Regions from separate parts of the Mus musculus genome. Here regions 2, 3 and 4 are each linked to region 1. Evidence: chromatin contacts called from public HiChIP or PLAC-seq data. All regions are on one chromosome and are shown on one strand. The core of a region is the stretch at or near the end of the contact, and the rest is flanking DNA. Distances in the headings are between cores, read along the strand shown. Region 1 holds the start of Wif1 (Wnt inhibitory factor 1). Region 2 holds the start of D930020B18Rik (RIKEN cDNA D930020B18 gene). Region 3 holds the start of Tmbim4 (transmembrane BAX inhibitor motif containing 4). Region 4 has its middle 45 kb from the start of Llph.

Region 1 (5,979 bases), core at 34-2,533:
GATACCTACACAGATTTCACAGTTTTAACACATGTTTCTTCTTCTTCTTCTTCTTCTTCTTCTTCTTCTTCTTCTTCTTCTTCTTCTTCTTCTTCTTCTTCTTCCTCTTCTTCTCCTCTTCCTCCTCCTCCTCCTCCTCCTCCTCCTCCTCCTCCTCCTTCTCTCCTCCTCCTCCTCCCTTCCCATTCCTCCTTCTTTTAAAAAAATATGCTTGTGACCTAACATTTGTTGAACATGTACGCGTCCAAGTCCGGCTTCTATTCTGTAGTTTCTGTTTTTGCCATCCCCTGCTGAGAGACCCACCGCTCTACAAAGGACAGAAGGGAACACAGCCCAGCGCCAGAGTCTAGATCCTTGGGGGGCATTTGCTAGAAAGCCACTGGGTGCAAAAAAAAAAAAAAAAAAAAAAGTAAACAAAGCTTTTCCGGGGTCTGAAAACTTTCTGTGTTTTTGAAAAACCATTTGTTTCTGCTTTCTCTGTACGTTCAAGGAGGCAGGCAAAAAAGCCTTCCGTGCAGAGGTAATGCTGCAAGCCGCCGCTAGCTAAGTGCTCTCCCACCAGACCCTCAGTCTTACCCTCAAGCGCCTAAGATTTCAGAGACTGGGCGTGAGCCTCCTAATGTTTTCCCCCAAATCCAATTTTAAGGGGAGTCCTACCGTCGTAGAGCAGGGATGGGGGGAAAGGGATTACAGCTATCATCGAGGTCCTAGGGAACTATTCCGGGTGCAACTGGGTTATCAAGAAGACAAACCACGCCACCTGTCGGGTGTCTGTCCAGTGCAGAAATAAATGAACGTCCTGCGAGGACCAGCGCCTGCAGTAGCCCGACTAGCCTGTGGAGTCTCAGTATTTAACTTCCTAGGAGAGAGAGAGCGAGAGCGCAAACTGTCAGCTAGAGAAGTCAGAGTTTGCAGACAGGCACACAGAGATGCAGTCTGAAATGTAGTTCGAAGAGAAAGGGTGGGCTGGCTATGTGCTTTCCGTTAGCTCCACTGTTAAACGGAATTTATCTTTGACCACGAATCGAGCCCAGATTTTTTTGTTTGTTTGTTTATAGCACCCCGGCCATCCACACGTGTCTCTTCGGGCGGCAGGAGGCCTGAGTGATGACCCAGAAGTCCCTTTGGGTGTGTTTCTTGGTTGTGTCCCCGTTTTCATTCACCTGGCGCAGGCGAGCGGGGTCTACCGGGTACCGCGGCCCCGCCCCCGCGGCTCCGCAGCGCTCCCTAGTGGCGACCGCCTGCACACCACCGGCCGCTCTCAGTGCTCGCCTTTTGCCAGCAGTTCCCGCGGTTCCTCCCTCTCGAGTGTGCTCCTCTAGCTGCTGGCGCTGTGGGACGTGCTGGCATTGCCAGCTTTGCCAGCATCGTGTCTCTGCGTCCCCCTCTCCCTCCAGCCCCCACCTCTTTCTACGCGGCCGCGCATCCACTCCCTCCTTGCTCCCTCCTCTCCAGCACTCCCAGGCTCACTCGCAACGGAGACTGGAGACTTGCACGCCCAGTCGTTTAAGTAGGAACAGCTCCAGCCCCGCCAGCTGCAGCCAAGGCGAGAACTTCACAAGCAGCACAGGTTGGGTCGCTGCGGCAGGAGTTGCACCACCAGCGAGAAGGTCCTGAGCACCATGGCTCGGAGAAGAGCCTTCCCTGCTTTCGCGCTCCGGCTCTGGAGCATCCTACCTTGCCTGCTCCTGCTGCGAGCGGATGCAGGGCAGCCACCTGAGGAGAGCTTGTACCTGTGGATCGACGCCCATCAGGCTAGAGTGCTCATAGGTAAGGTCCGGCATCTGCACCTTCCCAGTGGTCCTCAGTTTTTCCATTAGAGCGGAGACACGTGCACCGAGTGTGTTTTAAAACAACTTCAAGGGTGACTGCCCCCTCTTTTTAAAAATCAGGATTCTCTATTTAGAGGCTTATGAGATTTTTTTCTCAAAAAAGCAAAGCCGACCCAACATCCCAGCCCTGCTGTTGCTAGTCCTGACTGCAGATTTGTAACAGGAATCCAGCGGTGGCACCCGCTTACTTCACTGTAAGCACTTTTTTTTTTTTTTTTTTTTTTTTTTTTTTTTTTTTTTTTTACCACAGAGAGAGGAAAAATAACTCTGGTACTGTTGTTGGTATCAAAGGCAGGTGCTTTATGAAAAGCAGTGACCTGCACTGGTTCCCAGGGGTTTTGCTTTCTACATGAAACGTCTGTTTCTTAGAAACGCAACTAGTTTGATAGGTTTGTTTATTATTTACACAACAGGATTTGAAGAAGACATTCTGATTGTCTCGGAGGGGAAAATGGCCCCCTTTACACATGATTTCAGGAAAGCCCAACAAAGAATGCCAGCCATTCCTGTCAATATCCACTCCATGAATTTTACCTGGCAAGCTGCGGGGCAGGTAAGTTCTGATAACAGAGCGGTAGAGAAAAGGCACTCTTTTGTATTTCAATTCTCCCGTGGCCCATAGTAATAATAATGGTGTGTGATGTAGCTCCGGTGGCCCGTAGTAATAATAGTGGTGTGATGTATACCATTTAAAATTCCATACAAGTTCTTGCCTGGTTGCCAGAGCACACAAGGGATCAGTTCCAATGTATTTAAAGTTGCCAAGTAAATGGAGAACTCTAAGGGTCAATGTACTCACGATCATTACTTTAATAAGATTTGGTATCCTGAGGTTTTGAGTATAAAGACCCCAAATATCCATATCATGGTGTTTCTGTAATCACTGATATTAAAACATTAACAAAGTATTTAGAAGACTTTCAATACTAACTGATAATCATTTGTGATGGGATTCATACTTCACAACAAAATAAGTTCGTAGGTATTCTTGACATGAATTTTAGAAGGCTGATATGCTGAGTGCTGCAGATACCACACATTTCTTGTAGAAGTTCAGAGACTCAAAAAAAGTAATATAAAATTATGAAAAATAAAGACTACTGATTTTCTGAAGCGACCACTCAAAATGCTTCCCTATGGAAATAAAAGAGAAAAAAGTCTATGTCACCAAAGCGTTCCTCTCAGTACTTAGCATGCAAGGCCTTCTAAGTTACCTTTTATAGATCTGCAGGACTGTATTAATGTCCTCTGATTTGGGAAGGGTAGGATGTTTGTGTGACTTTAAAATTGTCTAGAGGACAAGTGCACAGGATAAATTCTGCTCATTAGTTGGTAAAAATGTGTCTGCTATGAAAACTATTGTAACTATAATTAACTGCACATTTTCAGGTTTTTTTTTTTAATTCTAAAATTACTTAAATAGCCATTTTCAAGAAGGATGCAATCAAGAAAACACTTTATAAAAAGCAACCATGCTAAATCAGGAAACCACATTGGTGCCCTGCAACTGCCTATTACACTGCAGTCATGACCACTTCAGCTGTCTTTTTATCCTCAAGTTTGTTCTATTTTTAAAAGAATCTTTTAAAAATAGATCTCATCCAGACTGTCTGTGTTCCTTCTGCTCCGTGGTTTTTTTGTTTTTTGTTTGTTTGTTGTTGTTGTTTTGTTAAATGATGTTTGGTAGATCCAGGTCAGACATTTGATGGTCCCGTTTGCACAGAGAAGTTGATTGAAGCCTCTGTTGTTTTTGTTCCTGCCTGCAATCCTCTCTTCGTAGATACTTGATGTGCAGTGTTGTTTGGTACATTGGGAAATCACTAATGAGTAACTGGGCTTTCATGTTTTCCTTTTCTTTCACCCAAATCTGTTTGCTGGTGTTGACCACTTGTTATTGCGCTCAACAGCCTATATTTTAAAGATGCTTTTTCATAATAATGTTAGAAAGTAGCTTAACCCCTACCCTGCCAGATGAAAGGGGTTCGTAACTGAAGAATGGTAGAAAATGCCAAGCTCCCTTACACACACACACACACACACACACACACACAGAGAGAGACACAAAGAGAGAGACAGAGAGACAGAGACAGACAGAGACAGAGTCTTTCAAAGAATTAAAAGCAAAGGCTGCAATTCCATGCTACCTTGTGCATTGCCTTGTAGCACACATATCTGTAAAAGGGATTGGCATAGTGAGCAGTCTTAGGGCTGTGTTTTGGAGGGGTTGGGGAAAGCTAGAGCCATCTAAGGACCTCTAGTATTTTGTTCCTTCCTGCTTGAGGTTGTGTTGATTAAATATATGGCTCATCTCTTTGGGCAGAACAACAGTTAGCGCTCCAGCAAGTGACTTTGTTCACCAGGGAGAGATAACAATGTTACCCCTTCAGTAAGTGACTTTGTTCTCTATGGAGAGGTAACTCCAGGCCATTACTCGGAATCCGCGTGTAGCATGGATAGAACTTCCCAAAGCTGAAAGAGGTGTGTTTTAAATCTTATTTAAATATAACTAATTTTGCTCCCTAAAATAATGTGACTCCGGCAGCACACATTTTGACATGCCAGGGGAATTCGAAGACGGGGAAAAATGATGACTTCAATATCAATTAAGTATTTTGAAAGGCATCCATAGCTTATGCCAAACCACATCGCAACATGAAAAATGAAAAGTTCATCCCATTATCTAGTTATTTAATCCAAATGATATCAAACACTTAGGCATTTCAACACTGCAGAAACGAAACATATCTGATTAATTAAATTTTAAGCTGTGGCTCTTTTAGCAACATGTGGACAAAGGGTTTTTTTTTTTTTTTTTTTAAGAAGATACAAGACCTAGTAAAAGCAATAAGGAATCATGTATTTCTAGGAAGTTTTGAGCGCAGTCACCAAGAGTGTTGAGAGCCATTTAAAGCCCACTACCAACCTCAGAGAACTACAACGGAGCCACTACAACGGGCTTCATTTTCCCATAGGGAACTGATCAGATGTTATGCAGGTGTTCTGGTATGTGGGGAATTGTGCAGACTCTCATGTCAGATGAGCGCATGGGTTACCAAGCCAGACAGACTGACTTAGGCAAGGAAAGGCTCAAAGGCAACCTTTCAGTGGGACAGTGTATTTCCAGAAACAAATCTTAAGACAATTGAATACATGAACATACAGTTAGCAGAAAAGTCACTTAGAGGTCCAGCGATCACAGCAGCATGTGATGAAGCAATGGATATTTTAGGCATCATTTGACACCATGGAGACATTTCTTATTAACAAATTAGTCTGTGATATAGCACTTTTTTTTTTTTTATTCTACTATAAATAGGTTGGCTGTCACAGGAAAATCCATTTGGTCAGCTTCCAATCTTTGAAAACATAAGCAGTGTGTGTCATAGAGAGACTGGGACATTTCAGTTTCCCCACAGTGGGCACGTGTTGATCTGTCATCTAAAAACTAATCTCAGATTAGACGCGTATGAATGGATGAGTTTATGTTGGATGACTATTAAATTGTACGATGTTCTATGTTGTATAAATTCTTCATCAGTATCCCGTATCATCTCTATACTACACATCATCAATACCTATTATTCTATATCATTTCTACACTACCTATCACTCAAGAAAATGGCAGAAAAGGTGGTTTTCACAGGCAGTCATCTATGGAGAGCAGGTATCTCACTAATGTTTCTGTGGTCTTACTAGTTTTTGAGGTTCTCAAAAAACATGTTTTAGAAGTCTTCGCATCTGAAATTGTTCTACCTGAATTTCTTTTCTTTCTTATTCTTTTTTCTTTTTTGGTTTGGCAAGTAGGTGGGAACGTTTGCCCCCATTTTCTCTTCCATATAAAACCCTCATTTTGTGGCTTGTCTTTTTCTAATGTATTTTAGCTGGGAAGAGTTTCCATTGAAAAAGGCTTTGTAGTCACGAAGGGGAAAGACCCTTCCCTGCTGGGGACAACTGTCTAACAGTTGTTATTTTTCAATGAGTCCGTGCCTCGTTCGTAGTCTCTAAATTTGAGGCAGGCAGAGGCCATAAACAACCATTTTGGCTTTCTAAATTAGGCGCTAATTAAACATTTTATTTGGAAAATAACACTTCCTAAACCCCAAGGCTTTCAAGTAAAAAATTTAATGGGAAGTTTCGTTAGACAAAT
Region 2 (5,715 bases), core at 548-3,047, 610 kb after region 1:
AAGTGATATATATATATTTTTTTTTTCCCTAAAACTCTCACAGATAGTGAACAGTGGTATTAGTACTAATCCAATACACCCCCCTCCCCAGCCCCTGGCTCCAAATTCAGCAATTTTTTCCTTTGCAGTTGGTTAATCTCATCCTTGCCATCTGACCTTTGCTGTTTCCCTGGCAACAGAGTGGAACATGGAGAACCTGGAAACCATGACACTGTCTTCTCTGTGAGTCGCCAAGCCTAGATGAGGTCATTAGTACCTCTGTCTTGTGCTTCATCCTAAGGTTTATTAAAGTTGGTGTCTTGGTCACCAAAAGCTAATTGTTTTTCAATGGGTGTTTAAGCACCCACAGCAAGTGCAACACCATTTCTGGAATGCTCCGGGCGTTCTGTTTGTCTTGGTCCCAGGAAGTGGGTATAAAACCAGAAACCCAGAGACAGAACAGTGAGTGGTCTGAAGTCACTTTCTACCTCTGATGTCACAGTTACTGTTATTTGTCACTGAGCTGCTGTGAGGGTAACTATCAGGCAGAGTTGAGGGTCCTTGCCTTTCTATTGGCTTAAAGTGGCAAAGGTCCTTTACCAGCAAAGCTTGTAACCATGGTGAGAGTCAATTTTTATCTATCGGCTGAGGAGTCAGACAGAGCAGATTCTGGGGACACTGAGTGCTAGGCCACACAGAATTTGAGATTCTGCCAGCAGGTGGCACTTCCTCCCCACTCCGAGCAATTACATGCTAAGAAAAGAAACAATGACTTACTCTTTCCCTGCTGTGGTGAGTTGTTCACCATATCTGGTTGTATACTGAGACACATCTATGCTCTTCTCCCATGATGAATTTGGAATTGTTTACAATATTCAGCTCATAATAGTAAAGTATGAAAAGGGAGACTATAAATCACCGTAAGGAACATCAGACTTTATTGAGGTCTGTTAGCAAATAGAGGAATAATATAGTTTCATTGTATCATCTCCATGAATTTACTTTTGAGACAGGGTTTTGCCGTGCATCCCAGAACTCACTAGATTAACAAAGGTAGACCTCCAGTTTATGGCTTGTCCTCAGGCCTGTCTCTGGAATCCTGGACCTACAAATGTGGGCCAGCTCCATCCTCGGGTCTTTCTATGAGTGGGAAGGGGGAGAAAGATGGGTTTTCCGGGGTTTGAAATAAAAATGGAAGCGCACACCTAGGGCAAGTTTCTATTGTGCTTCCTAGCACGCCAACCTAACATACAGCGTTATTCCTGGCCAGCTCGCAAACGTGAAGCAACCCCTTTATTGCTCTGCATCTCTAAGGTTACATAATCACATCCTTCAACCCATCGGCTTCCAGAGGGCCCTTCCACCTGGCATTCATTTTCCGCATCGTTCTAGGCATCGGGGACACAGACGCACGGCTTGTATGGCTTGAGTTACCAAAACAGTTTGTAAGGGTCTTTGGAGACTCCTGCCTCTAAGACAAAGCTTGAAAGTCACAGCAGGCAGTGTTATGGTAATTATAGGATTCTCAACTCCGCAAAATCCCATCGGTTTCAAGTTTCTCTTTAACAGGAAATCAGATTCAAACCGGCCTCCGTTATCAGTGGAGTTTTTAATGTGACCATGTGGCTCAGTAGCTGAAAAGGGGCCGTATTTCTTCCCAGACCCTTGAGTACTTCTCCTTGTCAATCAACACTTTAGTCTTGCTCCGCCCATCGCTGTGTAGGTGAGGACGAAGTTTAGGGGCGGGACCGGGCGGGGCAGGGGGCTCGGGGAACACGACTCCGGAGCTGGTTCCTGAAGCAAGGTCCGGCTCCGGGCACCGGGACGCGCTGGTGGCAGAGGCGGCAGGCGCGCGGCTTTGTGGCGCGCGCGGGTTCCACTGGGTGTCGTGGAGTCGCAGCCACCCAGGATACTCTGCCTGGTCGCGGGTGTCGCATGGCAAGCCCCGCGCGATCCGGCTTCCCCGGGCGCACGAACAGCCGTCTGGACGCGTTCTTGCGGCGGCACCTGCCTCCGGAGGTGTACGACGCGGTCCGCGCCTACGAGCCGTGCATCGTGGTGTCGGACGCCGAGAAGCACACGTTCAAGTACGTGGTGCTCAGCGACCGGCTCATCTACCTGACCGAGAACCCGCCCAAGTCCATCCGGCGGGTAGTGGCTTTGCGGGACGTCGTGGCCATTGACCTGGTGAGGATTGCGGGCGGGCAGGCTCCTTCCTAAACTCTCGCATCCCCCTCTGGCGCTGGAGAAAGGAGGAACACCTTCCCCATCCCGCCCCGGACTTCATCTCTTGTCAGTGAAAGCAGCTGCGTGGAAAAGCTGGGGTTTGATGTAGAATTTCAAATAAACAAGTTCTCCCGTTCTCCTCCTGAAAACCCTCTGCTCCCAAATTGGGCAACAGGTTTGACAACCAGTCTCGCTATAGTGACAAGCCTCTTGTTCATTAAGCACCTACTCCGTGCGGGTACCGTGCTGCACCTCTTCTGCAGGAACGGGAGACCACACCTGTGCAAGCCAGCGCCGCCACGCTTTGTTTACTTTCTTGCCGCTCATGTGTAGTCCACACGTGACTGGTCCAGAAAAAGTGCGTGAGCGAATAATTTGCGTGATGTGCACAGGATCCGTGCGTCTTTCAGGCTGGCCACTTAATTCAAACGGAGTGGGGAAGCTTCCTGGAAGGAGTGTCCTCAGGACTGAGTCTCAAGAGATACAGTCTTGCCCTGGGTTTTAGAGTAGCCACTGTTTCCCTCTCCTCTGGGAATAGATTGACTTTAAGACGCAGCAGCTGATTGGAGGCACAGCCTCCTCTCCTGTTTCTCCTTTTATTGATTGCCTCCAGGTCTCTTTGTCTGAGCTGCTTTCCAGGTGTTCCTAGTTCCTCTGGGACTTGTGTCTAGCCTTTACTCTCGCTTGCCTAAGTCTGTGTCCCCATGGGAGTAGTTGGCAAGGCTGTTGATGAAGCTGTTTTGCCCACAGAACAGTAACTTGGCTTTAACACATTTATAAGAAAATAATACAATTAAATAATTTTCTTTTTAAATTCTACTCAGATGTCGGCTGTGGCTACCTTTGTTTCTTTGAAACTTTTATTACACTTTTTATTTTGTGTGCACGTGTATATTTGTGAGTGTGTGTGTGCGTGTGTGTGTCATGGTGAGAATGTGGAGGTCTGAGGAGTTTGTGTAAGTCAGTTCTCTCAGTTTGTGGGTCTTGGAACTTGAACACAGGTGTTGAGGCTTGGCATTAAGCAAGCAGCTCTCTGAGCTGCTGAGCCAGCTGGCCTGCTCTCTTTTCCTTCCCTTTCCTCTCCTTTCTTTTTTCTTTGAGTAAAAGAAGTAAATCCTTGACATTATTTCCACTCTTTTGAACTAATTAGAAATAAATTGCCATATAAATAAACTGCAGTGTGTGCATGTGTATCCCAGAACCTTGTGCTAGATAAGTGCTCTACCAGCGTACGGCCTTGCAGTCTGAGCAAATGTGCTAGAAAGCTTTTTTGCACCCAGCATTTTTAGCGTCTTTAGTGAAAATATTTGTTGTTTCGACAAAACTGTGATGATTTTTTGATATTGCTATTCTTCCCCAACAGACACAGTCTGTTGGTAGCTGTATATACTACTTTAAGGTGTCAGAGAGAGAGAGAGAGAGAGAGAGAGAGAGAGAGAGAGAAAGCGAGCAGCACAGTAATATTCCTTAGGGTCCAGAAACCCAGAATCAACTCTGTGAAAAGAAGCTCTATAACTTCTCATGCTTTATGGACGGATTTGCCTTTCAGGAATTCAGGAGAGTTTTTTGTTGTTGAAGAGACTCTGGCCAGCCTGTGTGTGGCAAGCATGGCTCTGGCAGGCTTTGCCCTTCTCCCCCATTCCCTCTGCCTGGCAAAAAACAAAACAAAAAACAAAAACGAAAACAACCACCACCACCACCACAACAACAACAAAACATTAGATTACATTCCTAAACTCCCAACGTCACTTCCCTATTTGGCCAATTCCTCCTCCTGAGGCTGACTACCAAGGTCCAGCTAAATTAAAGTATTGAAGTCCAGCAATCAAAAGCCCCCTTTGGCTCACCTAATTAACATGCTCAATTAAAATGAAATACCTTATCCTAACATGGGGTTCCCTATTTTATCTTATAAACCACCGTTTGCCCTTGGGCCACACCTCTCTCCCCTCCATCCAGAGGCAGTCCTTTGCCCCACTCTGGGACAAATACCCCTTCCCCTTTCCCTTGCCTGCCCCCCCCCTTTGGTCTTTCCCCTCTTCCTCCATCACCTATCTCTGTTCCTTATCCCCACCCTCTGTCCCTCTGGGACAAATCTCTTTTGTGCCGAGAACTTGGTCTTGGGGGTCCTGAGCCAATACTTTTCCATTCAGCTGTTTTTGTTTTTGAGATAAGTTTCTCTGTATAGCCCTGGCTGTCCTGGAACTCACGCTGTAGACCAGGCTGGCCTCTAACTCAGAGATCCGCCTGCCTCTGCCTCCTGAGTGCTGGGACTAAAGGTGTGCACCACCAACACCTATCTGTTGAATATGCAGAAGAATATTAATGCATGATGACTAAATTCAACCTCCTGTTTGCAAACAAAACGAAACAACTCCCCCCAAACAAACAAACAAACAACACGAGAAGAATATGTAACATCTATAAATGTTCTGCACAAATATAAGATTTAAATATTGTTACTAGGTTTATGGTCCATCTTGCAAAATGTAGGTTAGCTTTGGAAGGCTCCAAACCCCTGGAACTTGTGACTATGTTATATCACAAGGGAAATTACGAATGCCACTTAATGGACTTAAGTAAAGGAGGCATCTGAACTGGGCCTGGTGGCCCATGTCTTCATCCCAGCTCTCAAGAGGTAGAGGCAGAGGACATGAGTTTAGGGCCAGCCTGGGCTACATAGACCCCACTGAAAACGTTAATAAACAGGGGCTGTAGAGGTGGCTCATCAGTTCAGAGTGCTTACAGAGGGACCCAAGTTCAGGTCCCAACACCCACATCCCGTGGTTCACAGCCTCCTGTAACTCCAGCACCAGGGGACATGAAGCCTGTCTTCCTTGGTACCTACATTCACATTCACATACCCTTCCTCCTACATATACACATAATTAAACCAAATCACTTCTTTAAAAAGTAAATAAGTAAAATTGAATTAATTAGAAGTATCCTGGTAGGCCCAGGGCAAGTAAAATACGAAGAGGCAGCATGAGAAAGACGGAGCCAGCCATTGTTAGTGTCAAAGGAAGCAGGAGTCTGGAGCAAGAGAAAGGAAGGCAGCATCCAGGTGCTGGAGCTGTCAAGGAGACAGACTTTCCTAGGGAGCCTCCAGGAGCTGTTCTGGCTGAGCTCAGCAACACCCTCTCCTGTGTCTGTTTTTGTTTTGCATTGCTGGGAACTGAGATGCAGGCCTTGTATATCTCAGGCAAGGGCTGGTCCACTGAGCTCCCTCCCACTGATCCCCCAAGGCCAGGCCTTCCGACTGGACTTCTCACCTCCACAGCCTAAGGAAAGTAAATCCTTGTTGCTAAATGCCAGGGGGGCTGTGGCAGTGTGTTACAACGGGCACACAGCGTTTCCAGTGGGGGAGCTGTTGAGATTATTCCGCATGAGAAATATCATGCCAAGCACGAATGCCCCAGTCTCCTTCTCTGGGATTTTATAAAACTGTTCTAGGATTATGATAGTCCAGGGGCTTACACTCGACTCTGTAAGTTTCCCCCTTAAGAGTTA
Region 3 (5,743 bases), core at 762-3,261, 830 kb before region 1:
ATGTTGCATCGTGCTTTCAGGGTTCACTCTTTTTGTTTGTTTGTTTGGTTTTGGTTTTTGATTTTTTTCAAGACAGGGTTTCTCTGTGTAGCTCTGGATGTCCTGGAACTCACTCTGTAGACCAGGCTGGCCTTGAACTCAGAAATCCACCTGCCTTTGCCTCTCAAGTGCTGGGATTAAAGGCGTGCACCACCACGCCCGGCCAGGGTTCACTCAGGGTCCTTCTGAGGGCGTGATCTCTGCAGTGTCCTAGGCAGCGCCTTCTAATTTGTGCTGGTCATAGCTATGTTACATATGTTACATCTGGTTTTCCCAGAGTGTGACATTGTCAAGCCTTTAGTTTTAGCCACTTGATGAATGCTTAGCAATGTTTCCTTTTGATATTTAGCTACATTTTTTTCTGATCATTAGTGAGAGTAAACATCTCTCCCTGTGCTTATTACCTAGTTGGCTTCATTCTATGCATACAGTGTTACCTGATCCAGTCTCTTGCCCCGTTTTCTATTAGCAGTTTGCTTTAGAGAGTAAGTCTGGATTTGTGGTCATTCTTTTTATGGTATGGGATGGGAACTTTATATAGATGTGTATATTAAAAATATTTCCCAGTCCATAGTTTGCTTTTACTCTTTTATAATGAAATTTACTCCTAGGTGTTCTCAATTTTATATAGTGTGTCAATCTTTGTAGATTAAATAATCTTTGCTTTCTTCAAATTATAAAGAGATTATTTTATATAACTTTAAGTTCTAATATTTTGTCTTTCACATAGGGGGCACAATCTAGCTAGAATTATTTTTTTCTGAATGAGATATTGGTGTTGTCTTTAGATAATAAAAAGATGGTTGCCAATTCTTCTCCAGTTTGCCTTCTATAATAAATACTATTCTTACCTTTATTGAAGTGAGTAACAACATGTTTAAAAAATAATAAAAAGCTAAGCATGTTTCATTCTTGTTATTGTGGAACATATCTGAAAAAAGTTTCCTGAAAATATTACATTTTTAGTTTTAGAATAGACAGTTCTTCAATATTTTGAATCCCACTTGCTGTCTTTGGGATGAGTCAAAGTAAACTCATAGAAATAATTACAAGTGGGCCGGTTGGTACGCCTTTAATCCCAGCACTCATGAGACAGAGGCAGGTGGATCTCTGAGTTCAAGACCAGTCTGGTCTACATAATGAGTCTCACGGCAGCTAGATGCATATTGAGACCCTTAAAACAATAAAGATAAATAAAGTTAGTGGTGTCCTGGAATATTTCTTTGGCGAGTCTACACCTCATGCTTGCAATAGTGTCATGACAGATGCATTTTGTTATCGCCACTTTCTCTGTCCTTCTTCCTTTGGTTTTGGTTTCGGTCACGAATTCTATATTTGGCATTCAGTGGTCTTGCCTTTGTTCATCTGTCCAGCCTCATTCTTTGGCACTTGTCCTGTACACCACCACGATGACTTTGCCCTCTCAATTCACAAACATCGAATCCGTGAAAACCTGAATTACGCCCATGGGGTGGGGGTGGGATGGGGGTGGGGGTGGATTCCTACTTGTCTTTCAAGATGAAGGATTATTTAACTTTAAAAGCAGGGGGGGGGGTCTGTTTTAAAAGAAATGGTCAATAAATGAAGGCCTAAATGTTGCTTTAAAATAATTTTACTTAAAAGTGCATTCCTGGACCAAGTATTGAAGTGAATTAATGAGAGGTTGTTGATTGATACCGTAATCTTTCTATCTTGTTTAGCACTCTTTCTGGAAGAGATTCTCTAGAGGCCTAGAGGAACTTTTAAAGAAAATCCTAGAAAAAACTCCCTTGCGATGACGTGGGAGAGAGCAATCTGTCTCCTACTAGAAAGCAACCTCCTCTCCTAGTGGAGACTTTTCCATGGGAGCGATCGACTGGTTCGGCGCTCGCTGCAGAGAGGCAGTTCGGCTAGTTCTGTCTGGCGGCCATCCCGGAAGTGGGTGAAGGCGGTTGTGGTCAGTGTAGGCTCCCACTTCGGCCGGGGCAGGTGCGGGCGGGCACTGCTGGCGACATGGCCGACACGGACCCGGGCTATCCCCGCTCGTCCATCGAGGATGACTTCAACTACGGCAGCTGCGTGGCGTCGGCCAGCGTGCACATCCGCATGGGTATGTGGCGGGGGTCAGGGGGACCAAGTGACCAGAGGGAGACATAGTTGTCTTCTAGAGGTGTGGGCCGGGTCGCCTAGGTCAGCGGTCCTCAACCTGAGGGTCGCAAGCGGGACCCTTTCACAGGGGGTCGCCTAAGGCCATCTGCACATCAGATATTTACATTACGATTCGTGACAGTAGCAAAATTACAGTTCTGGAGTAGGGACAGATATAATTGCATGTTTGGGGTCAGCACACCAGGAGGATCCATATCAAGCATTGGAAATCACGGGCTGATGCCCTCATTTATTTGTTCCCCGTGCTGAGACCTTACCATCCTAGTCATTACTGTCTCCCCGTGGGGTACAGAACTCGGCATACGTGTGTGTGATGACTGAGAAGTTTCCCAGACCGACGCATAAAGTCACGGCGACTCAAAGTTATTACTTTGAGTTTAGGCTGTTCGTTGACGCGTAACGAAGCGGAATTCACTGTCCACCAAAGGTCACTTTACAGAAATGGACCTGCCTGGGCAGCTCAAACCGGTTCTGGATTTAAAAAAAAAAAAAAAAAATGAAGGTGGTTCTGACGCATCTAGAATCTTGGTACTTACCTAGCCCGATATTCCTGTAATGAATTTTGAAATTATTTTGACAAGTGAGCTCAGCTTTTAAAATATATTCATTATGAAAAAGTACTGGTAGCCAAAAAATTGCTACCCTAGACACCTTTGAGGTACCAAGCAGTAATGTTTTGTCGCCCTGTGGTATTTCCTATCCAGCCAGAACTTAGTCATCTTTCAAAGCAAAAGTGAAATTGTATCCATAAGTAACTCGCCATTGCCAGCCTCCTCTGCCCTGGGCAACTCCCATTTCTTCAGTCTTTATGAAACGGTTAGAACTGCCTCAGTAAAAAAGAAATCATACATGTTAGCCGTTGTGACTGGCATGTTTCTATTAATGTCTTCAAAGCTCACCCATGTCATAGTGTATGTGTGTCCGACTGTCATTCTTCCTTTCTCTCAGGCCTAGTCCAGAATGCCACGTAGTTAAGATCATGTGTGTTGGGTGTTTTATTTATTTTTTTCCTCTTCAGATCTACATTATTCACTTGGTACTGCCGTGTGTACTTACGATTCCCCACCCCTATCCTCCGTGGCCGGATTGCTGACTAGCCCTTGCTATAGAAGCGTCCTCTGCTTTCTCTTTGTGCCTGAGTACTTTTCTTTCTTCAACTCAAGGTCGTTCTCTTGAATGCTCAAGCATTTGGGCAGTTATGGATAAAACTGTTTTGCAAACTCCCCTGGGTTTTGTGTGTGTGTGTGTGTGTGTATTTGTGTGTACATAGTTTCAACTCATTTAGATAAATACCTAGGCGCATGGTAGCTGGGTGGTACACAAGAGTGGACTTTGTACTGTAAGAAACCACTAGACTGTGACCCTGCATTCCTAGCAACAAAGAATGAATTCTTCTTCATCCATGCCATAATTTGGTGCAGTCATTAATTAATTTGGATTTGGGCAATTTTAATAGGTTTTCTCTCTTTCTTTTTTTTTTTTTTTGTTTTTTGTTTTGTTTGTTTTTGTTTGTTTGTTTTGTTTTGCTTTGCTTACCGGGTATATCTTTTGCAAATATTGTCTCCCAATCTGTGGCCTGTCCTTTCATTCCCTTGATAGTACCCATTTTGAAAAGTACTTTGTTGTTTGAGCATTTAGCACATGCACTTGATGTGCGTTGATCACATCTATCCCCCCCACCCCAGCCCCTCAGTTCCTCCTTATCCCTGCACTGCTTTTCCCTCTGAACTTCATGTGCTCCTTGTTAAAAACAAAACCCACTGAGTCCAGCAGGGCTGCCGCCATGAGCATGGTGGTAGGACATACAGCATGGGTAGCCACATAGTGTTGTAGAAGGAAACTGGCTCTCCCTGTCTTAGTCACTGCTCTATTGCTGTGAAAAGACACCATGACCATGGCAACTCTTACAAGGGAAAACATTTCATTGGGGACATGCTTACAGTTTGAGAGGCTCAGTCCACTATCATCATGGCGTGGAGCATGGCAGCGTGCAGGCAGGTGCTAGAGCAGTACCTGAGAGTTACACCCTGATCCATAGCAAAGAATGAGACAGACTCAGGGCTCATTCTGGGCTTTTGAAACCTCAAAGCCCACCCCTAGTGACACACTGCCTCCAACGAAGCCATGCCTCCTAATCCTTCTAATCCTTTCAAATAGTTCCATTCCCTGGTTACTAAGCATTTAAATATAAGAGCCTATAGGGGCCATTCATACTCACGCCACACCCCCAGGAGTCATCAACTGCTCATAGCTTCTCTGGTGATCCATTTGAATCCGTTTGAATCATGGCTTTTGGATTGCAGGATTTCATTTTTTTTTTAAGCCAATATTTCAAATTTATTCTTTGACAGTTCCATACATGTATACAGTGTATCCTGCCCAGCCCCACTCCCTCCAACAACCTTTTCTCACCTTCCTATCCATTTGTTTGTTTGTTTGTTTGTTTGTTTAATACAGGGAATCCACTCAGTACTACCCACTTTCGCATGGGAATGGGACATCTACCTAGGCCACTAGGTAGGCAACTTACTAGAAGCTGTGGGGGAAGAAAACTGACTCCCACCAGTGGCCATCAACTGCTCCTTGCCCCTTGGTTTTCAGACCCTTGAGTCAAGGTTCTTTCTACAACTCTGCTATTCTCTAACCTCACTTAAAAAAGGCACGTGTCCCACCAGTGCTCTTAACCTCTCTGCCATCTCTCCAGCCCCTTCATATATGTTCTTTATCGTGGTGAATTGGTTTCTTTTGATTCCTAGCTAACACATGATTGTAGAATTTTATCACATGGTTTTTCTGTGTCAGTTGACAGTGACATGACAGCATTTCCTCCCATGTCTGTCATTCTATAAATGTAGTATATGACATTTGATTGACGTTCATGTATTGAACCATCCTAGCCTTCCAGGAGTAAATCCCACTTAGTCGTGTTTAATGTACTAATATGCCATCGACTCTTCTTTGCTGTTTTGTTGTTGTTGTTGTTGAGGACTCTGTGTCTATTCATCAGGCATGCTGTGCTGTAGTTTCGATACACTGTTAACTTTGCTGCTCTTCTTAGAAATGCTTGAAATAAGACGGGAGCTGGCCTATGTAGCAAGTACTGGGTAGTACTTGAGTGGGTAGGACTGAGAGGTTCCTGATGACATGAGACAGTGGATGGGCTCAGGGAAGGACAGGGACAGAAGGTGACAGACATGACACTACAGGAAACTATCAGAAACAATACGTGAACACCAATCAAACTATAGAGGTGGTCCTGAGCGTGTCCGTGAGTGAGAGAGGCCTCGGTGAGGCAAGGTCAGACTTAAGGAATAATTTAAACTATTAAGGGATATTTAACAAACACATTTGATTTTTTTCCCTCAGCAACTCTGTACTAGATGCAGAGATAATTAACAGTTGCTGTTCTGAAAACACTGACTTGGCCAGCCCCTAAAATGACTTCTTTGTGGCACCTTGGCTAAATTCTAAAGTGCCAAATGCCAGGTTTAGAGGGGCTTTTGGGAGGAATGACGCATCTGAGAACTGAAGTAACGTAAGGAGGAAGCGGGATTCC
Region 4 (6,272 bases), core at 2,934-5,433, 760 kb before region 1:
GAGAGGGGTGCAGGCGAGAGCAGTGAGGGTAAGCCGGGCCACTCCCAGAAAATCAGTGCGGTGGCACTGTGTGACGTCAGCTACACGGTCAAGGTATTTCTACCATGTCAAACCATGGTTGCATTGACCCAGGAGACTCCAGCCTTTGGTGCCACAATCGTCCAGCAGAGCCCTGCTGTATTTGCATCCTGTAGCTCCTGCCTCAGCCTATCTCTGTTCTGATGATCAGGCTGAAGAGACATACTGTCTCAGGGCCCTCCAGAAGTGTTTCCAGCTGGGCTTTCCTTTTGTCTCCTGGTTGTCCCCAGACTGTATCCTGTACCTGAAGGACTATCATTGCTCAACTGGAGGACCCCCCCCCCAAGGCTTCCTATTTCAGTCCTTCATTCTTGGGATTCATTTCTCTCTTTGAAATCACCCCCTTTCCCACATACTGTGGCTTATTAAAATCACATGTGTTTGTTTGTATGTGTGGTGATAGCATTTATTTATCTTAAAGATTTATTTATTTTAGTATATGTAAGTACACTGTAGCTGTCTTCAGACACCCCAGAAGAGGGCATCAGATCTCATTACGGGGTGGTTATTAGCCACCATGTGGTTGCTGGGATTTGAACTCAGAACCTTTGGAAGAGCAGTCAGTGCTCTTAACTGCTGAGCCATCTCTCCAGCCCCTTGGCTTATTTATTTATTTGCTTATTTATTTAGCTGTGTGGTGGTGGGGCTTGTTTGCTTGCTTGTTTATTTATGGTTTTGTTGTTTATTTATATATGTGGTGGTAGCATTTGTTTGTTTATTTACTTATTTGCTTATTTACTTAGCTGTGTGGTGGAGGGGCCCTTGTGTTTGCCGTGTGGAGGTCAGAGGATAACTTGTGGAAGCCAAGTTCTCCTTTTACCATGTGGATTCTGACTGTGGAACTCAGTTCTTCGGGCTCGGTGGGAGGCACCTTTAATGTGTAAAACCCTCAAACTGCATTCGGTTTGATTAAAATCTCTCCCGAATCTTCCGATTGAGTGGTTCGCTTTCTTTTGCCTGAGCGTAGGCTGAGCATTCAATAATCAGTACGTCTGAAATCCGAAATGATCCAAAAGCTTCCTTCAAAAAAAACCCCTCAAAAATCATTCTAATTAGTGGGAGACAAATTCAGGCTGATGTGCAGCTTGATGAAACACAGCCCGAAAGAAAGCCACTTTCAATCTATCTTTTGTAAAGTGAAATTTTCCTTGTACAAAGTGCCCCTGCTTAAGAGCTCTCCTAAAGTCACTGTCTGTGATGAACGAAATATTTGGCTTGTGTTATGTGCAATGCCAGGCCTTTTCCACCATTCTGGGTCTTGACTTGGGGTTGGAATATGGAGTGGAGGCTGCAGAGCTAGAAATCTGCTCGGGTGTGCGCATGGTTATGAAGAAGAATTTCAAAATCCTACTGAGCTGGACAGCCAAGGGGCTATGGAGACCGCTCTCATGTTGGGTAGGGTATTGGCTTGCTGACAAAGCCATTTGTCTTCTCGCCCGTCTCTACGACACCCTCTCTCTGTCCTCCAGGGTATTGCAGGTGATGCCATATATTCATAAGAATTTATTTAGCCTCCGGCTAAAATGTCTTGAAGCTCTTTTCCAAGTCCTTACATGTAGTTATTAAATGGTAGGCCACACACGGCGGCGTCTTCCGTTGCTCTCACGATCGGCTGTTGTTCCTTCTAAGAGGCTGTATCAATAAAGCTTGACTCAACAAATGGGAAATCTAATCATGAATATCTGATTCCTCTTTCACCCTGGCCTTTCAAAACCCCGTGTCATTGTAAATGGGATGTTCCCTATAGGGAAAGATGTTTAGCCTCTTTAAATTGCTACCTCCCTGCCCCAATACACACACACACACACACACACACACACACACAACTGTTTTCTTACACACAGAACTGTTTTCTTTTTATTGGGAAGACCGAAAGACTGAATTCTCCTGTTGTTTCCTGATCTATTTTTTACTTCAAGCTGAGGCATTCTGACTGCTAACTCACCCTCTACCTAATGCTTCATCGCACATAAACTGTGTCATTCACAAGGGTACCAGAACACTACATAAGACTACCCTCAAGCTATGCATATAAAGTATATATGGAAGAAAAGAATTTTATATTTAGACTTGGGGACCATCCCCAACATATCTCAGGTGCATACGCAAATATTTGAAAAAAAAAAAAAAAAAAAAAAACAACTGAAACACTCTGGTCCCAAATACGTGGATGAAAAATTTAACTATATTTTGGGCTGGAGGGATGGCTCAACAGTTAAGAGAACTTGCTGTGGTAGCAGATGAGGTTTCAATGCCTGTCAATCACATGACAATTTAGGTATCTGTAATGGCAACTACAGAGGATGTAGTGATCTAGTGCCCTCTTCTGGTCTTCATGGGTACTGCATGCACATGGTATGCCTTGATAACATTCAGGCAAAACATTTGTACGCATAAAATAAAAATAAATAAACCATCAAAAGAAACCGATTTACATTTTATAGAGTGTATTTAGAGTTCTTCTTCCTGGAGCTCAATAGATAGACCAGGCTAGCTTCTAACTCATAGATCTGTCTGCTGCTGCCCCCAGCTAATAAGTAGTAGCGATTGAAAATGACCTGTTTGAAGAGTTGAATCAGCTTTGCTTAACGCTATCAAATAAAATACATTGAGAGAGAGAATGGTTTCTGTCCTGGTCAATACGAGAGACTCGCTGATGGCATGTGACTTTCAGAAGCCATGAGATCTGTCCATTGGCAGCCAGTGGAGCTGGTGTGGTTAGTGCCACCGGTAAGTGAGCCACTGAGTGGGCTCCTGATGGGATGAATTTCATTAGGTGTCAGGCTTTGAGCTGAGTGGCTAAGATGCATGGAGGTGGTGTGTGAGAAAGGAAGGACCCTGCAGGCCAGAGCAGGGAGGGAGGCTCTGCTCTGTGTCTCTGGTTTCTTACTCCTCCTTCGTTCTGGTTCTGCCCCGTATATCTAAATATCAGCCCCGTGTACTAAATATCAGCTTCCTTCCTTTTTCTTCTACTTCCCTGCCTTCTCTCTCTCTCTCTCTCTCTCTCTCTCTCTCTCTCTCCCTCTCTCTCTCTCTCCTGCCCTTGGTTTCTTCTTTCTCTCTTTCCCTTTTGCTCATCTCCACTCTTCGCCCTTTCCTCCCTCCTACTTCCCCCTTTTGTTCTTTATAATTATTTTAACTTCTCGCCTGCCTGCCTACCTGCCTTCCTTCCTTCTTCTTTTTCTTTCTTTGCTCCTTTCCCCTCCCTCTTCTTTCTTTTCTCCCCCCCCCCCCCGCCCCTCTCTCTCCCCTTTTAGCTAAACCTCCCAAGATCCTTTATTCCTTCGTAATATGACGTCATTCGCAGACCCTTCTCCTTTTCTCTGGCCTCTGAGCTTTGTTACAGTTAGAGCGGTGCTTTCTCAACTCACCTCCCCTGCTGGCCCTGCCCCAGATAGGGTATTTCCAGGTCAGAGGTGAGTAGGACTCTACTCTGCCCTCCCAGGATCTCTATACTCGTTTTCGTTAAAGCGACACTCGCAGAGGTGGCTCCCTAGGGCAAAGGAGGTAGCTTTGATTGTGAACACACTCAAAAAAACGGGTTTCCCGAGGCTTTCATGAACACTAGCTAATTCCAATTTGCCGCAGCTTGGTGGGGATGGAACACTCATTTCTTCCAGCTTGGACTTACAGGCTGCCTCTCTGTGGAATGCTAACCACCACCGAGCCGGCCAGGCTGCTTGATGGAGGGTCCAGACTATCGGATTCAGTGGAAACTACAGGGGGAGTTTGAGGGGAGCAGAATGTAATTACTTGAGCTGGACTCGGGCCAGCATTCTGGAGTTAACACAACTGGCCTTAGAGAGTCCGCTGTAAGATCTCCGGTGGCCACAAATGGTTAGGTCTGTGGTTTTAGGTTTCTTCAGAAAGGTAAACAGCACAGTTGAGCACAGTGCCCCCTAACACCACGCGGGCATCTTATTCACAGGGACCCAGGGAGAAAGAGGCCACCTACGGAATCAGAAACACCGTTTCCTGAAGTACCTTCTTGTCCCTGGGAGGTCTCTCATCCCTAGTCAGAACCTGACAAGCTCGCAGGCTGAGTGCTACGGCTGCCAGACTAAATTATGCGCTTATCATTTCTCCCCGTGTTGTCTGGGATTCCAGCAACCAAACAGTGGGGAACTCCTGATTCACATTTCTGCTCAAAACACACTCGTCGTCGTTTCTCCTCTCTGTAAAGCTCCCGGATCCCACAGTCCAAGTTAAACACAACTGGAATTTCCCTATAAGTCAAAAAAAAGTATTAATTCCGAGACCACATATTTTTCTTCTTGTAGGGTACATACGCATTTAAACACAGCACATGGGGCAGATCATCTGAAAACGGGGAAAAGCTCGGAGGGAAAAACAAAACAAACAAAAACAAACAAACAAACTAAGAGAGCAGAGATTTGGTTGGGTGTCTGACCCTGCAATGGGAATTTTCCTCTGTGGTTTGCTGGGAGAATACTAAAGGCCAGGCTGGAAGTTTCTATACCACATAGATCTTCAATGAGGGTGACTTAGGGCGGGAAGGAAGTAAGATGAGTCTTGGGCACTATTAGGGTGGCATGCGGCTGAACTAATGAATCCTGGGCTCTGGCACATCTGAGCTCTCTGGACTGTAACAGTCATCTTTTATGAATTAAAACGGCAATCTAAAGTTTTATAAATGTTAGCTCTTCTAATTGACGGTGGCCTGTCTAACGCAGAGGAAGTCGAGAATATCTCTCCCCTTGTTTCCCTTTTCACTTCTGCAAGTTCAATCTTCAGGAACTCCGACAAGGTCTTCATTTTTATGACGACCCACGCTGACTCCCAAATATATGATTTTTTTTTTCGCCCAGTAATGTTTGTGCCCATCTGGTTTGAATTTAGCATTCTTATGAGTCACTTCACTGTGATAGGAACACTCTGCTATAGAAAACTTCTGTTAATATTTTAACATTTTAAATCAAACATGCACACAGCATTACCCAAGTCTCCTTGCAATTACAGAAAACCCATGCCCTCTGTCCTTCATGGTTGCTGCCTTCACATTTATTTTCCTTAAATTGAACATAGTACACAGTAAATAAGTGTGCATCCCAGACAGATGTGGTGTGTGGTAAATAAGTGTGCATCCCAGACAGATGTGGTGTGTGGTAAATAAGTGTGCATCCCAGACAGATGTGGTGTGTGGTAAATAAGAGTGCATCCCAGACACATGTGGTGCGGAGTAAATAAGTGTGCATCCCAGACACATGTGGCGAGTGGTAAATAAGTGTGCATCCCAGACAGATGTGGTGTGTGGTAAATAAGTGTGCATCCCAGACAGATGTGGTGTGTGGTAAATAAGTGTGCATCCCAGACGCATGCTCAGCAGCATGGACCAGTGTATCCCTTTACTGCCTGAGAGCCTTTTGCAGCACCGTTTGCCTCGAGAGTAGGAGGGATGGCTGACTCTATAGGAAGTCATTTCCGTCTCATGGCTGACACTTAACCCATTTAAAAGAGCCCCATTTATTTTGCCCTCAACATAGACTTTATAACTTATGTTTTACTACCCAAATTTCCTGAAGCTTGTTTGAACCCATTTTCCTTTTACTGCTGGACAAAGTTTCTCAGAGTAGTCTTTAAGGCGAGAGGGAGGAGGGGGAAAATGTTAGGAATCTCTTTAAGAAAATACAGCAGGGTCTCCCCCACCTTCTTAGGCAAATGAATGGTTCTCTGAGAGGGGAGACTGAGCTGTGTACTTAGTGGGTAAATTGAATCTGCACATGGGGTGGACATAATTTAACTTAAAAAAATAAAAAGGACAATTTTGAAGGATTATTTGTCTATATTAAAAGTGAAGTAAGTACGCCCTAACAGGCCAGACCATTTTCTTCTTTATTTGGCTTTATGTAAAATATTTCATCTTAATTTTGGAAGGGGGAAAAAAAAAAGACAGCGTTTTAAATCAGCACTCCAGGCCTGTTTGTAAGGTGGGCATGGGTTCTGCACTTCCAGGAAGATAGAAATGAGCTCCTGTTCTGAGTGAGGAATAGGGTTTCGCTCCCTCTTTCCTTATTAAAGTTCCTGCAGTTATGTCCTCATCTGCAAAAACAAAGCTTAAGAAAACAAGAGTCCTTTACCTGGGCCCCGAACACCAATTCCTTAAGACAAGTTTACTCTAACTCTCGTGACTTTGTAGCTTACTCAGAGGCGCTTGGAGAGGTTTAAATCAAAAT

The links. HiChIP or PLAC-seq counts read pairs in DNA pulled down with a chosen protein or histone mark.
Region 2: a contact with region 1 is called in an HNF4G HiChIP or PLAC-seq map of pancreatic cancer cells. The contact joins the promoter of D930020B18Rik here to the promoter of Wif1 in region 1. A contact is called at or near these places in 2 of 115 datasets of contacts at active chromatin or transcription factors (bone marrow-derived macrophages and pancreatic cancer cells) and 1 of 9 other capture datasets (liver).
Region 3: a contact with region 1 is called in a FOXA1 HiChIP or PLAC-seq map of pancreatic cancer cells. The contact joins the promoter of Tmbim4 here to the promoter of Wif1 in region 1. A contact is called at or near these places in 6 of 39 promoter capture datasets (frontonasal cranial neural crest, hippocampal neurons, liver and 2 more) and 3 of 115 datasets of contacts at active chromatin or transcription factors (embryonic limb bud, large pre-B cells and pancreatic cancer cells).
Region 4: an H3K27ac HiChIP or PLAC-seq map of the NIH/3T3 cell line shows a contact between it and region 1, with 10 times the contacts expected there. The contact joins the enhancer-like site here to the promoter of Wif1 in region 1. A contact is called at or near these places in 6 of 39 promoter capture datasets (the C10 cell line, the SN4741 cell line, embryonic stem cells and 3 more) and 1 of 115 datasets of contacts at active chromatin or transcription factors (the NIH/3T3 cell line).

What each region holds. Positions count from the first base shown.
Region 1 is chr10:121,032,721-121,038,699 of GRCm38.p6, forward strand. It overlaps Wif1 (Wnt inhibitory factor 1), which reads left to right and starts at 1,284. Exons shown (of 10, transcript NM_011915.2): 1 at 1,284-1,770; 2 at 2,246-2,385. The coding sequence starts at 1,623.
Region 2 is chr10:121,639,904-121,645,618 of GRCm38.p6, forward strand. D930020B18Rik (RIKEN cDNA D930020B18 gene) reads left to right here and starts at 1,798. Exons shown (of 13, transcript NM_177335.4): 1 at 1,798-2,166. The coding sequence starts at 1,915.
Region 3 is chr10:120,206,815-120,212,557 of GRCm38.p6, forward strand. It overlaps Tmbim4 (transmembrane BAX inhibitor motif containing 4), which reads left to right and starts at 2,012. Exons shown (of 7, transcript NM_026617.3): 1 at 2,012-2,128. The coding sequence starts at 2,032.
Region 4 is chr10:120,268,613-120,274,884 of GRCm38.p6, forward strand. No RefSeq gene overlaps it. Among named protein-coding and RNA genes, the nearest start is that of Llph, 45 kb to the left of the region's middle. Within about 2 kb of position 4,184, at least 69 of the 459 cell types and tissues checked have an H3K27ac peak or open chromatin away from gene starts, as enhancers often do. A contact at or near this core is called in the NIH/3T3 cell line, where this site is marked.